2 separate regions of the Ovis aries genome follow, and region 1 is linked to region 2. The links are chromatin contacts, called in public Hi-C maps. All regions are on one chromosome and are shown on one strand. Each heading gives the region's core, a stretch centred on a gene start, on an enhancer-like site or on the middle of the called end of the contact. The rest is flanking DNA. Distances are from core to core; before and after follow the strand shown. Region 1 holds the start of BCAS2 (BCAS2 pre-mRNA processing factor). Region 2 has its middle 180 kb from the start of TRNAE-CUC.

Region 1 (6,563 bases), core at 2,970-5,469, 260 kb before region 2:
GGACTCATGATCAGTTGTTTATTATGGGAAAAATTTTATTTTGTTATATTGTTTTAGCTCTGGAAGTACACTGGTAATGAGCACAGAGTTTTTTTCAGTCTTGAGTGTATGACAGTTTGAGCAGCATGAGTTTTCTTTGTAGGTTTGTTTGAGGTCCGGGCGCTCCAGTATTTGGAAACAATTCCTGAGTCTGAGCCCAGCGGAGTGAATAGAATTTTGCGAAGTCTTGGTAAGTTGCTGTGTTTTCCTATTATTATTAGATAAATATAGTTTAAAAAAACACAAGATAACAAACTTTTGTGTAAGCATGCCTCATCACAAAAGCTTTACCATCACATCAACGATAGAACCTCAAATACAGTGGCCAGAAACCATGGCCCTATTTCCACAGTGTTTGGAGGATGACAGGACTCTCAGCGGTTAGGATTCTCCGTCAGAGTTGTCCATGGGACTGTTTTCCTCAGATGAAGCTTCCTCATAGTATAAGAATGTTGCATATCATAATTGTTCATCTTTTTCTAGACCACATCCTATGGAGAATCTTATTAAAAACTGCACCTTTTCCCAGAAAAATACCGTTGGAGTATATAAACACATTTTGCAAATACTTTTAGGGTGTTCATGGACCCCCTTGAAGCCCATCCATGCACTCCAGGTTAAAAATAACCTGGTTAAGGGCATCTGAAGCAAAAGAGGATTTTCTGCAAGTCTCTAATTTTACACTTCAAATTATGCCTGGGGCTGTTACTTCATCTTTATACCACAGTGTTAGATTAGATCAGTGGTTTTCAGCTGTGACTATAATATTAGACTCTCTGGGGAACTTAAATGAAAATTCAGGGAATTCCCTGGAGGTCCTGTGGTTAGAACTTGGAGCTTCCACTGCAATTGGCATGATTCAATTCCTTCTCGGGAAACTAAGAGCCCACACTGCAGGCTGCATGGTGTGGCAAAAAAAAAAAGAATGAATCAAACCCACTCCCACCCCTCACCAGGCTCCAGGAAATCTCTGGAGAACAGGAAAAGCGATTTTAACTGCAGTCAGATTTGAAAAAGGCGGGATTAGATGATGTCTGAGTTTCCTTCTATGTCTACAATTAGACATTTGGGGGTTCTGTGTGTGTATGTTTGGTTTGGGTTTTTTGGTGGTTAAACACATCAACTGATAACTTGAGATGGCAGCTTACTCCTGGGCTGTTCTGAATGACTAGGTTTAATCCCTTGCATCAAATAATATATCCTAAATAAAAATGAACTAATGAGAGTTCACTGTTTTTTTCCTTTAGGAAGTAAAATGAAATTTCTGCAGAAGAAATGAAATTTTGACCGCCTCCATCCTGAATAGAACAGAAACTGCCAAAGAAACTATTTTTCCAAGAGTCAGGATGCCCTGAAGTATTCTACAAAATGTTGAAATGTTACAGAGTGGGCCAGGTTCTTGGAGGAGGATTCTCCTGTTGCTGCTGTAGTAACCATTGGAGAATTGTTGGGAGTAGTCTGGAACCTATACTTCCTTTAGTCTGTCTGCCTCCAGATTTTTTCAAGTGGCCTTTTGAGTCTTGGCTCATTCTTTGTGTTTTGAGTTTAGCCTATGAAGACACTTGTCTTTTACAAGAGAAGGACATGGTGTTGCATTTTTAAAAACAGCTCAAAGTTGAGCACAGTGAGAAAAGTGCTGCATTTAAGGTACTAGGGAGGCATGATATAAGTAGAGGACATAAGCTCTTCACACATAATTCTCATCACTGAAATACCATGGCAGCTTTAAACCTATGGGCTGTTTAAGGAATATACTCATCTCTTTTTTTAGGGGCGGGGGGAAGTGTTTAAAGCTAGGGGAATCTCACATGGAAGTCCTATTTATTAACACTGTTGTTGAGTATCTTATAAAAATAGATACCCTACAACATTCCTTCCACATTGTGTGGCACTTGGGTAGCTTGTCCCTCATGTATCAACATTAAACATTGGGAAATTATAGCTAATAGGGGGACTTCCCTGGTGGTTCAGTGCATAAGACTCCACACTTCCACTGCAGGGGACACAGTTTCCATCCCTGGTCTGAGAGCTAAGATCCCACATGCTGTGTGACATGGCCAAAAGAGAAAAAATATATAATAGGAAAATTTTGTCTCAAGGGCATGAAAACTACCTTGTTTTTCAGGGTCCATCTTGTGCCATGAATGGTACGTGTGTGTATGTCATCTTTAATTAGGTTTTAAATCAACTGTTTGCATCTCTCATTTTATTGATGAAGAAAGTGGAATTCAGAGAGTTTAAATAACTTTAAACTGAAGCCAGGACCATTCATTTTTTAAAACAAAGCTGGTTATTCCTACAGATGGAAAATTGGGCTCTGTGGGATTATAGCTATTGGAAAAGATTGTTTTGTTTTCTGTTTTAAGCTGAAGTGTGCCAGAGCCAGCTTGCAGCTCTGAGGATATAGGACTTCATGCTACAGGTGTCCAGCTGAGACTCTTTTCTTGGTTCTAGAAATGTTGGACTTTTTCTCTAAATTGGACTCAGAATATGGACATTTCCTGGGCACACACCACATAAACACCCCAACTTTTAATATCTAAAGTAGCCGTGATTTGAAAGAGAAATTTGTCAGCCATGGTGTAATTTTAATTGATAAATGTTATAGCAAGTGTCAGTTTGTTTTCTTCAACTCCTGCTGATGGCTTTAACTGCATAAAAAATATTCAAACTTAAAACATCGTAAGTTGTGTTATGATACAACTTACTGACTTGTGCAGTATTGTCATTACAATCCATTCAGGTGTGTGTGGATGGATCTGAAGCAGACAACATGTAAGATGGGTGCTGTATACTACAATTCCTATAGATTTGGGTCCAGAAAATAGAACTGAGCCCGTGTCTTAAAAAAAAAAAAAAAAAAAGTTTATTAAGCAGCTTACCCCAGTGGGACTTTTACCAGACATTTCCCCATTTGGTCTCTTCTGACACTCCCACCCTGAGGGAACAATCAGTAACTGGGAATTGAGTGTTTATCCCTCTGTGAGGAGCCCTTTACTTCAGGGATGGGAGCCTTATTTTTATCCCTATCTGAAGCTGCTTCCTTAAGTCTGTTTTGTTTTGTTTTTGTAAAGAATTACGAATTCTGGACATATTTGTAAGATAATCGCTCAGGATTTGTATAAAATATTGTTCACAGATCTTTTAATGAATAAACACAAAAAAATACCATGGATCTCTTGGAGAATTTGAAATAAAATTGCTTAAGTTGTAAAGATGTTTTACTTCATTTAAATCTATAGCTAACACACTTATCTAAAGGTAGGTAAAGGATAAACGGTCCTAAATTAACCAAGCCTGATAACCGTGGCCAACATTTTCAAGCTCTTGGCGAAGTCCGGGTGTAGATTTGCACACCGGGCACAGTGTATAGTGCTACTACATTTTTGGTCTTTTGCTGCTTGGTCGAAGGGAACTGGAAGCCAGGGACCAGAGACTGGGCATCAGCAATAGCAGGAATGGTTGGAGGCAGTGAGAAGAGCTCTTCTTTACCGAAAGGTAAAAAGGCAAAATGATTGGATTTTAGACACGCCCAGAAGGCAAAAATCGGCCTTTTTAAAAGATGGGATTAACGTGCAATCACCCATCTCGCCCTGGGGCGGGGAGATCAGGTTCATTTCCTTCTGCAGGCCTAAAGCCTCGCAATTTTAACTGAAGACTAGACCCCACTCCCCGCATTTATTCACTGCAAAGCTCCTCAGGGCGCCGAGAACAAAGAATAGTGGGAATACAGGAAGGAACTGCAAAGGAAAAGAAGTTTAAAGGAAGAAGGTGGAAGGTTACAGGAGTAATGCTGAGGTGGGAACCCAGTATCTTTCTCCCCGCCAAATCCTGCAGCCAGTTCCCTCCAAAAATTTTAAAGGATTCCACTCCCAGATTTTTTTTTGAGTCAGTGATGCTATCCAACATCCTGGTCGAAACCGAAAGCCCCAAATCCTCCGCACTTCGTTGCCGGTCGACAGCAAAAAGATGCAGCAAGCGGGAACAGGAAACAGACGCAACGGGGACTCTGGGAAACCACGAAGTGACGTCATATCCGACCAAAACAAAAAATGGCCGGGCAATTTCTAGCGGGCGTGCCCTCAGAATTAGCAACTGGGCGTGCACCAAAGCAGATGCACAGGTGACGTCATTACGTTAGTGTCGGGCGCAGGTGACGTGATTACGTTAGCGTCGTGCACTGGAGTATCGAAGTGAACCTGAGCCGGCGCAGACTTAGAAAACTCCAGTGAACCTAAGGATGGCGGGCACTGGTTTGGTGGCCGGGGAGGTTGTGGTGGATGCGCTGCCGTATTTTGATCAGGGTTATGAAGCGCCTGGTGTTCGCGAAGCGGTAAGTTCAGGGTTTTGTGTAACTGGCTCAGCGCTCGCTGGCCCATAGTGCCGGAAGAAGCGCCTAACAATCTGCTGCTCCTACCTTGGCCTCTTCTCGTCTTTAGGCTGCGGCGTTGGTGGAGGAGGAAACTCGCAGATACCGACCTACGAAGAACTATCTAAGCTACCTGACGGCCCCGGATTATTCCGCTTTTGAGGTAAGTGTGATGTTTTGAGCCCAGCGCACAGTGAACCCTTTTGGATAGGGAGCCTTTGCCACTTAAAAGTGAATTGTAAATTCCAGCTAAGTGTTCCTGCTTCACTGCCACTTACCCTGTTGTCAGTAATGTCAGTCAGTTGAAAATAGCTACATAGATAAGCCTTCTCCAGAGTTCTGAGACCCACAGGTTCTGAGACTTCCTAGGGCTCCGCAGACTGACCTAACAATGCAAAAATTAGTGTTACGTCTTTTTGCGTAAATTCTCAAAGGGATCCTCTTCCTCTAAGTATAAAACAAGTGATCTAGGCTTTTTTTAAATACACAAAAGCCTAATTACCTAAGCTTCTGAGAGCCACAGGATTTTGGCCTTTGTTTCAAAGCCTAAATACTTAATGTATGTCGTTGCTTGTAGAGACAAATAATATCTAAGTGAACCATATCAAACCGTTTAGATATTTAGCCTAGAAGTGAAACCAAAATACTGTGGGTGGTAGTTTAGTCGCTAAGTCGTGTCCAGCACTTTGCGATCCCATGGGCTGTATGTAGCCGGCCAGACTCCTCTGTCCATGGGATTCTCCGGGCAAGAATACTGGAGTGGGGTTGTTATTTCTTTCTCCAGGGGAACTTCCCAACCCAGGAATCGAACCTGAGTGTTCTGTATTGCAGGCAGATTCTTTACCAACTGAGCTACAAAGGAAGCCCATCCAAAATACTGTTTTGGGTCTAATTGTTGTTTAGTCGTGTCTGAGACCCCATGGACTGCAGCGCACCAAGGCCTCCCTGTCCTTCACTATCTCCCGGAGCTGGCTCAAACTCGTCGTGTCCATTGAGTTGATGAGGAGAAGTGGGCGGTAGAGGATAAGATGGTTGGATAGCATCACTGACTCCAAAAAATAATGGTTAAGTTTTAAGTAGGAGAGAGATGTTCCTACTGGCACACTTGTTTTCCCATGATTTTTTCTAGATGTTGTTACCCAAATATAGATGTTACCACATTAAGAACTAAGGACAGTAATGAGTCCTTATTAGCTTGATTTCTGAAAGTTTCAGATAATTGCATTCAGTCACAAACTTAAATACTTGAGCCAGTTTTGTGTTTAGCTCTCTTAGATACAACCTGTGCTTCCTATCTTTATAGTTCATATACTGATTATTTCTATGCTTCCTGTCTTTATAATTAGTATACTGATTATCTAGTGCATTTTATAGTGGGAGCTAATAGTATATTGCGCTCACTATCTCAGTCCTAAAAAAACTGTGCAAACTATATATGTTTAATATCCCAATTTTTTAGATGGGAAACTGGAGCTTAGGCTACGTAATTTGCCCAAGACCTTAAGCACTCCTCAACCTGCCTTTGAAACTGCTCTTTCATTAGTTCATTTAACAACTAGAGAACAAGAGTTTACATTCTAGAGTGTGGAGACAGATAAATCAGAAAATACCAAATTGTTGATAAAGCTATACAGAGAAATAAAGTAATAATATGATATAGAGTGACTAGGTGACTACTTCAGATAGTTTGATTGAGGAAGGCCTGTCTAAACTGAGATGAGAATGCTTCATGAACAGGGATCTTTTTCATCTTCTTCACCACTGTATTTTCATCATGTAAAACAAAATAGGCATTCAGATATTTATCACTGAATGTATGAAGTGGTTCTAAGCCAGTTTAATGAATGCTTAATGTATGCCATCCATGCCTAGAATTCCTTTTATAACTTAGCCCTGTGAGTGCTGCCTCAGTCTTTGAAGAGAGTTAAGTTAAAATTTCAGATATGTCACTTGTCACGTTGAGTTAGGTAAGGGCTCTGATGTTACACGGCTGAAGACAGCTTGTACTGTATATTTGTAGTTTCTTTCTTCCCTAATTGTTAATTTTTACTCTGTCACTGTGCATAGGGTTCTATCTAGAATGCCTTAGTTTCTACCGGAAACTAAATAACCATATTTTCTTAGAGTAATGTGAAGCTCAGCAGTAGTCCAGAAA
Region 2 (6,536 bases), core at 660-3,159:
TTTCTCACCGTTGTGTATGCCCCACCTGCACTGGGGCTTTAGCCACTCTCCAGACTGAATGGCCTCAGCTAGCCCCACCTGGATGGTTCACCCAGGCCCTCTTGACCAAGGATGGCCCTCAGGGTCCCTCTGAGGGGCAAGCCTGGGAGAGTGTTACTGAGCCAAACTTGGGTCCACTCTCTTGCCCTCAGTAAAGTGAATCTACCCTATTAACACTGAGTTGTGGTCAAGGAAAGTGCAGCGTCAATCACAGGGCGCCAAGCATGGAGTCCCAGGCAACTAGTGCTCAAAGTACCTTCCCTGATGGGCTTCAGGAAAGCATTTTAAAAGATCAGCTCAGGGAAGGACGTCCCAAGGTATGTGATCAGCTGGTGCACAATTCTGATTGGTTGATGGTAAAAGTAAAGGGCTGGGTCACAGGGGTTAACATTATCAATCCTTAGGTGCCACTAGTAGGTCTGAGGGCTACTGTGCTCATGGTCATCACGTAGTTAAGTTCTTCTATTTAGTGGGGGTCCTGACTCAATGGACGCAAGTCTGAGTGAACTCCGGGAGTTGGTGATGGACAGGGAGGCTTGGCGTGCTGCGATTCATGGGGTCGCAGAGTCGGACATGACTGAGCAACTGAACTGAACTAAACTAGCATCTGTAAAACAGCTCAGGAAATGGCACCAGATACTGTTACCTAGGTATTTCAGAGAGGAGCTGAGGTGGAGGATATGGGGAAGGGTCTGTCCTGGGAAGGTCCCCGGAGGGTCCTGCTTGGTTACAAGAGAAGAGAGAGGCAGCAACTGTGGGCTTCCTGGCCTTTGAGTGAGGAAGTGAGTCTGAAGGTTTCTGGCTATGTAAGCTCAGACCTAAGCTAGGTATCTCTTATATGGAAAGGGCACAGTGGGCACAGGCTTACCGAGTTCACAGGAAGGTCCTGAGGATGAGGACAGAAACCATATGAGCATGCTGAGACAGAGACTGGAAGTTCAGCATGGTGTACTCTCAGCTCTTAACACAGCTGGCTTTCCTGGTTGCCCCGGGCTCCCAGGAGAGGTGGGGCTGTGAGCTGGGGCTCTGAGGCCCTGGAGACCAGAACCCTGGGGGTAAAGGGGAGGTGGGGAGTACGCTCTGGCTCCTGAAGACCATTGACACCCAAAGGCTGGGAGGCTTTTGGCCTTGCCCAGGGCAAGCATCCTGCAGAATGTGGAAGGAGCCTGGGGGGTAGGATGTCTGCCCCACAGAGAAGACCCCTCAGGGGAGGCCAGGGGTGAGAGGCTGGAAATTGTTGCTACAAGTTAGCAGCTTGCTGCTCCAGGAGAGCTGGGCCTAGGGGGGCCTGAGTGCTGGGAGCGGCTGTGGTCTGCAGGGCCTCAGGAATGCAGCCCCACAGGCCCCTGCTCAGCCTGTTCTGGCCCAGTCTGGAGGGGACATGATGTGCCCAGCCCACAGGTGGGCCGCCCCCTCGGGGTGGTCAGGCATGGCCTGGAGAACACAGAATGTGTCTGGCAGGAGCCCCAGGGAAACTTGCCTCGGGCCTGACACCCTGGGGCCTGGCCACTGGCCCCATGGTTCCCAAGCTCCTCCTCAAGGCCCAGCTCCCCTCCTGAGTTTGAGACACAAGTCAGCCCCAGGTGCAGGAAAACCCTCTCTTGAGGACAAAGAGAACCAAAGCAGCTTGGACGGAGAGCTGTGAGGATATGGCAAGTGATGAAAGGCGCCCTGTAAATGCAGCATATTTCAGTGATTGTCCTTGTCAGAAAAACAGAAGCGAGCAAAATGTTTTGCAAGCCACCTGATTTAAGTCTTTGAACCACACTCACACGTGACAGCAAAATGCAAATGGCACTGGTTCTCGGAATCTGACTGCTTTCCTTTCATCGTGAGACTGTTATTATGAAAGGCTGCCAGAGCCTGCCCACTTCCCTTAGAGAAAAAACTTTTGTGACTAATCTGATCACTACATTGGATTACCCTCAGGTGTGGCACCTGGGAGAAATAAAACAGGAAGCTCAGAGCTCCCCCAGAGGGACTGAGGATTGAGAGATGGGGTGGGGGTGGGGAGTTCATGTAATAAAGAGTAAATAGGAGAAGGAAATGGCAAGACACTCCATCGTTCTTGCCTGGAGAATCCCAGGGACGGGGGAGCCTGGTGGGCTGCCGTCTAAGGAGTTGCACAGAGTCGGACACGACTGAAGCGACTTAGCAGCAGCAGCAGCAGCAGCAGCAGCAGCAGCAGCAGCAGCAGCAGCAGCAGCAGCAGCAGCAGCAGAGAACTATTAGCTATTTGTGCATGTGTGCATGGCAAGTCACTTCAGTTGTGTCTGACTCTATGACCCCGTGGACTGTGGCCCACCAGGCTCCTCTATCCATGGGATTCTCCAGGCAAGAATACTGGAGAGGGCTGCCATTTCTTCCTCCAGGAGATCTTCCCGACCCAGGGATCAAACCCACATCTCTTGCATCTCCTGCACTGGCAGGTGCTCTTTACCACTAGCACCACTTCAGTTCAGTTCAGTCGCTCAGTCATGTCTGACTCTGCCACCCCATGGACTGCAGCACGCCAGGCTTTCCTGTCCATCACCAACTCCCAAAACTTGCTCGAACTCCTGTCCTTTGAGTTGGTGATGCCTTCCAACCATCTCAACCTCTGTTGTCCCCTTCTCCTCCTGCCTTCAGTCTTTTCCAGCATCAGGGTCTTTTCCAATGAGTCTGTTCTTCATATCCAAAGTACTGGAGTTTCAGCTTCAGCATCAGTCCTTCCAATGAACACCCAGGACTGATTTCCTTTAGGATGGACTGGTTGGATCTCCTTGCAGTCCAAGGGACTCTCAAGAGTTTTCTCCAACACCACTCTTCAAAAGCATCAATTCTTTGGCACTCAGCTTTCTTTATAGTCCAACTCTCACATCCATACATGACTACTGGAAAAACCATAGCTTTGACTAGATGGACCTTTGTCAGTAATGTCTCTGCTTTTTAATATGCTATCTAGGTTGGTCATAACTTTTCTTCCAAGGAGTAAGCGTCTTTTAATTTCATGGCTGCAGTCACCATCTGCAGTGATTTTGGAGCCCCAAAAATAAAGTCTGACACTGTTTCCACTGTTTCCCCATCTATTTCCCATGAAGTGATGGGACCAGATGCCATGATCTTCGTTTTCTGAATGTTGAGCTTTAAGCCAACTGTTTCGCTCTCCTCTTTCACTTTCATCAAGAGGCTTTTAGCTCCTCTTCACTTTCTGCCATAAGGGTGGTGTCATCTGCATATCTGAGGTTATTGATATTTCTCCCGGCAATCTAGATTCCAGCTTGTGCTTCTTCCAGTCCAGCATTTCTCATGATGTACTCTGCATAGAAGTTAAATAAGCAGGGTGACAATATACAGCCTTGACATATCCTTTTCCTATTTGGAACCAGTCTGTTGTTCCATGTCCAGTTCTGACTGCTGCTTCCTGACCTGCATACAGATTTCTCAGGAGGCAGGTCAGGTGGTCTGGTACCCATCTCTTTCAGAATTTTCCACAGTTTATTGTGATCCACACATCAAAGGCTTTGGCATAATCAATAAAGCAGAAACAGATGTTTTTCTGGAACTCTCTTGTTTTTTCTGTGATCCAGCGGATGTTGCCAATTTGATCTCTGGTTCCTCTGCCTTTTCTAAAACGAGCTTGAACATCAGAGAGTTCACGGTTCACGTACTGTTGAAGCCTGGCTTGGAGAATTTTGAGCATTGCTTTGCCAGCATGTGAAATGAGTGCAATTGTGCGGTAGTTTGAACATTCTTTGGCATTGCCCTTGGAAAGCCCTTATTCAATACCCTGTGATAAACCATAATGAAAAATATGAAAAAAGAGTTTTAACTGAATCACTGCTGTATAGCAGAGAACACTGTAACCATCTGAAGCCACCAGGGAAGCCCGTAAATCAACTATACTTCAATAATTAAAGTACGTGGCAGATGTAGGGGCAGCACTCGGAGCGTGTCCACAGCCACCGAGGCCGCCTCCCACTCTGCTGCACAGGGACACTCTCCCGCGGGTCTGACCGTTCAGTTATCCGTTCTCACAAGTAACTGTTAGATCAAACTACCCACTCTTGGCCGTGGAAACACTGGCTCCCGATGATCTCAGGTGGCCTCGGCCTGGAGCGGCTTGAAGGATTTCGGTTCCCTGGCCAGAAATTGAGGTCAGGCTGCCACAGTGAGAGTGCTGAATCCTCATCACTAGACCATCAGGGACGGTGGCCAGTGACAAGGCCCCTGGCCTATTGAGTTTGCAGAAATGAATTCCACAGAGAAAAGGGAAATAGTGAAACGAGTGTTAATGAGGAGGAAAAAGAATGCGTGTGGATAGACACATTCAGGAGACTCAGAATCGAGCGCTTGTGGTTTGACTCACTTACACAGGGCACTTCCTCCAGGTTTCCTCCGGCCGATCATCTTGGTTTGCCTGGTTTGGAGCCTGTATTCAGTTTATCTCAGGGTCGTCCCATGCGTGCACACTTCTCTTAGCCAAGATGGATTCACATGAAAAGGCCTATCGGTAGGCTGACATCACTCCCTTCTGGCCTCTAAGGAGCCTTTCCATGCGTGTATAGTCAGGAAGCTCTCCTTGAGAATGAGAAATATGTGGTCTCTATCTGGACAGGACTCAGGTCCTCTTCATCTTGAAGTATCTGTCCACAGGGGGCAAACTCCAGCTGTTCAGCCTGGGGTCCATCTATCTCCTGCCTCACTGAGAAGGGCTTTGTTGGCATGGAGAGAAGGATGGGGCAGGGCTCCAAGCTGGCTTTGGTGAGAAGATGTGTGCTCTAACCTGACTGATAAGTGGAAATGTTACCAAATTGGTCGACTGGAACTGCACCAGAGTCCTAGCCCAAGTTAGGATCTCTTGTCTCAGGCCAGGGAGGTTCTTTTTCTGACTGGATTTGAGTAGCCAATAATAAAACCAGCGTTGGGACTGGAACAGCACAAGTTGTATTCAATGGTCAAAGAATCGAGAAGCAGGTTGGTTCATAAGTCAATTTCAACCCAGTTCAGACAGAGACACCAAATATATAGGAGGGGGCTTCCCAGGTGGCTCAGTGGTAAAGAATCTGCCTGCCAAGCAGCAGATGCAGGTTTGATCCCTGGGTTGAGAAGATCCCCTGGAGAAGGAAACAGCAACCCAATCCAGTATTCTTGCCTGGGACATCCCAAGGACAGAGGAGCCTGGCGGGCTACAGTCCATGGGGTCAGAAAAGAGTCAACATGACTTAGCAGCTAAACAAAGTAAAAGAGAGGGAAATGGAAAGAATGTGAGGAATATTCATGACTTATCTGAGAACAGGGGTGTGGTTGGATTCCAAACTGGTGCAGTTCTCCTTGTAGGAATCTTACTGGTTGTTGTCATGGCAACTGTTAAACACTCTTAGTACTGGTGGGTGTGTCATTTAGCATGTTAATGAGTTACAGTTACAGGGCATGTATAATAAGGCTCAAGGTCTCCTGGAAGTCAAACTTTCACTGTTTTGGGCCTTGTTCATTTGCTCAGTCATGTCTGACTCTGAGACCTCATGGACTGCAGCATGCCAGGCTTCCCTGTCCTTCATTGTCTCCCAGAGTTTGCTCAAACTCAGGTCCATCCAACCATCTCATCTTCTGTCGTCCTCTTCTCCTCCTGCCCTCAATCTTTAACAGCATCAGGGTCTTTTCCAGTGAGTCGGCTTTTCACATCAGGTGGCCAAAGTATTGGAGCTTCAGCATAGTCCTTCCAGTGAATATTCAGGACTGATTTCCTTTAGGATTGACTGGTTTGATCTCCTTGCAGCCCAAGAGACTCTCAAGAGTCTTCTCCAACACCACAGTTCGAAAGCATCAGTTCTTTGGCACACAGCCTTCTTTATGGTCCAATTCTCACATTGTACATGACTACTGGAGAAACCATAGCTTTGACTATACGGACCTTTGTCAGCAGGGTGATGTCTCTTATTTAATACGCTGCTAGGTTTGTCATAGCTAAAGGAGCAAGCGTCTTTTAATTTCATGGCTGCAGTCACTATCCACAGTGGATGGATTTATGAGCCCAAGAAAATTGTCTGTCATTGTTTCCATTTTTTCCCCTATTTTGAATGTTGAGTTTTAAGCCAGCTTTTTCACTCTCCTCTTTCACCTTCATCAAGAGGCTCTTTAGTTCCTCTTCACTTTCTGCCATTGGGCCTAGTTGATTCTAACTGGTTCTTATTTCTCTGTGCAGTTTCTTTCTGAAACCTCAAAAAGAATAATTGTTTCCTTTTGAGGGAGGGCAGGGCAGAGCAATGATTCGGAGGCAATAGCCTTGGTGAGACCAGGGGGAAAGGGGCAGGACACAAACATTAGATAAAGAAGAGGTACAGGAACTTCCCGATGGTCCAGTGACTAAGACTCCACACCCCCAGTGCAGGGCACACAGGTTTGATCCCTGGTCAGGGAACTAGATCCCACATGCTGTAAATAAAATATCCTACATGCCACAGCTAAGACCCAGTACAGGCAAACGAATATTGAAAAAAATTGTTGAGAGGTACCAT

Evidence for each region. A called contact is a pair of places that touch in the nucleus more often than the background predicts.
Region 1: a contact with region 2 is called in a Hi-C map of blood, with 2.1 times the contacts expected there. The contact joins the promoter of BCAS2 here to the enhancer-like site in region 2. A contact is called at or near these places in 4 of 16 Hi-C or Micro-C datasets (blood, skin fibroblasts and tail adipose tissue).

What each region holds. Positions count from the first base shown.
Region 1 is chr1:91,958,924-91,965,486 of ARS-UI_Ramb_v3.0, reverse strand. BCAS2 (BCAS2 pre-mRNA processing factor) reads left to right here and starts at 4,219. Exons shown (of 7, transcript XM_027973457.2): 1 at 4,219-4,372; 2 at 4,479-4,571. The coding sequence starts at 4,280. It overlaps DENND2C (DENN domain containing 2C), which reads left to right. Exons shown (of 19, transcript XM_060413197.1): 18 at 143-229; 19 at 1,287-3,254. The coding sequence ends at 1,318.
Region 2 is chr1:91,694,039-91,700,574 of ARS-UI_Ramb_v3.0, reverse strand. No RefSeq gene overlaps it. Among named protein-coding and RNA genes, the nearest start is that of TRNAE-CUC, 180 kb to the left of the region's middle. Within about 2 kb of position 1,909, at least 7 of the 54 cell types and tissues checked have an H3K27ac peak or open chromatin away from gene starts, as enhancers often do.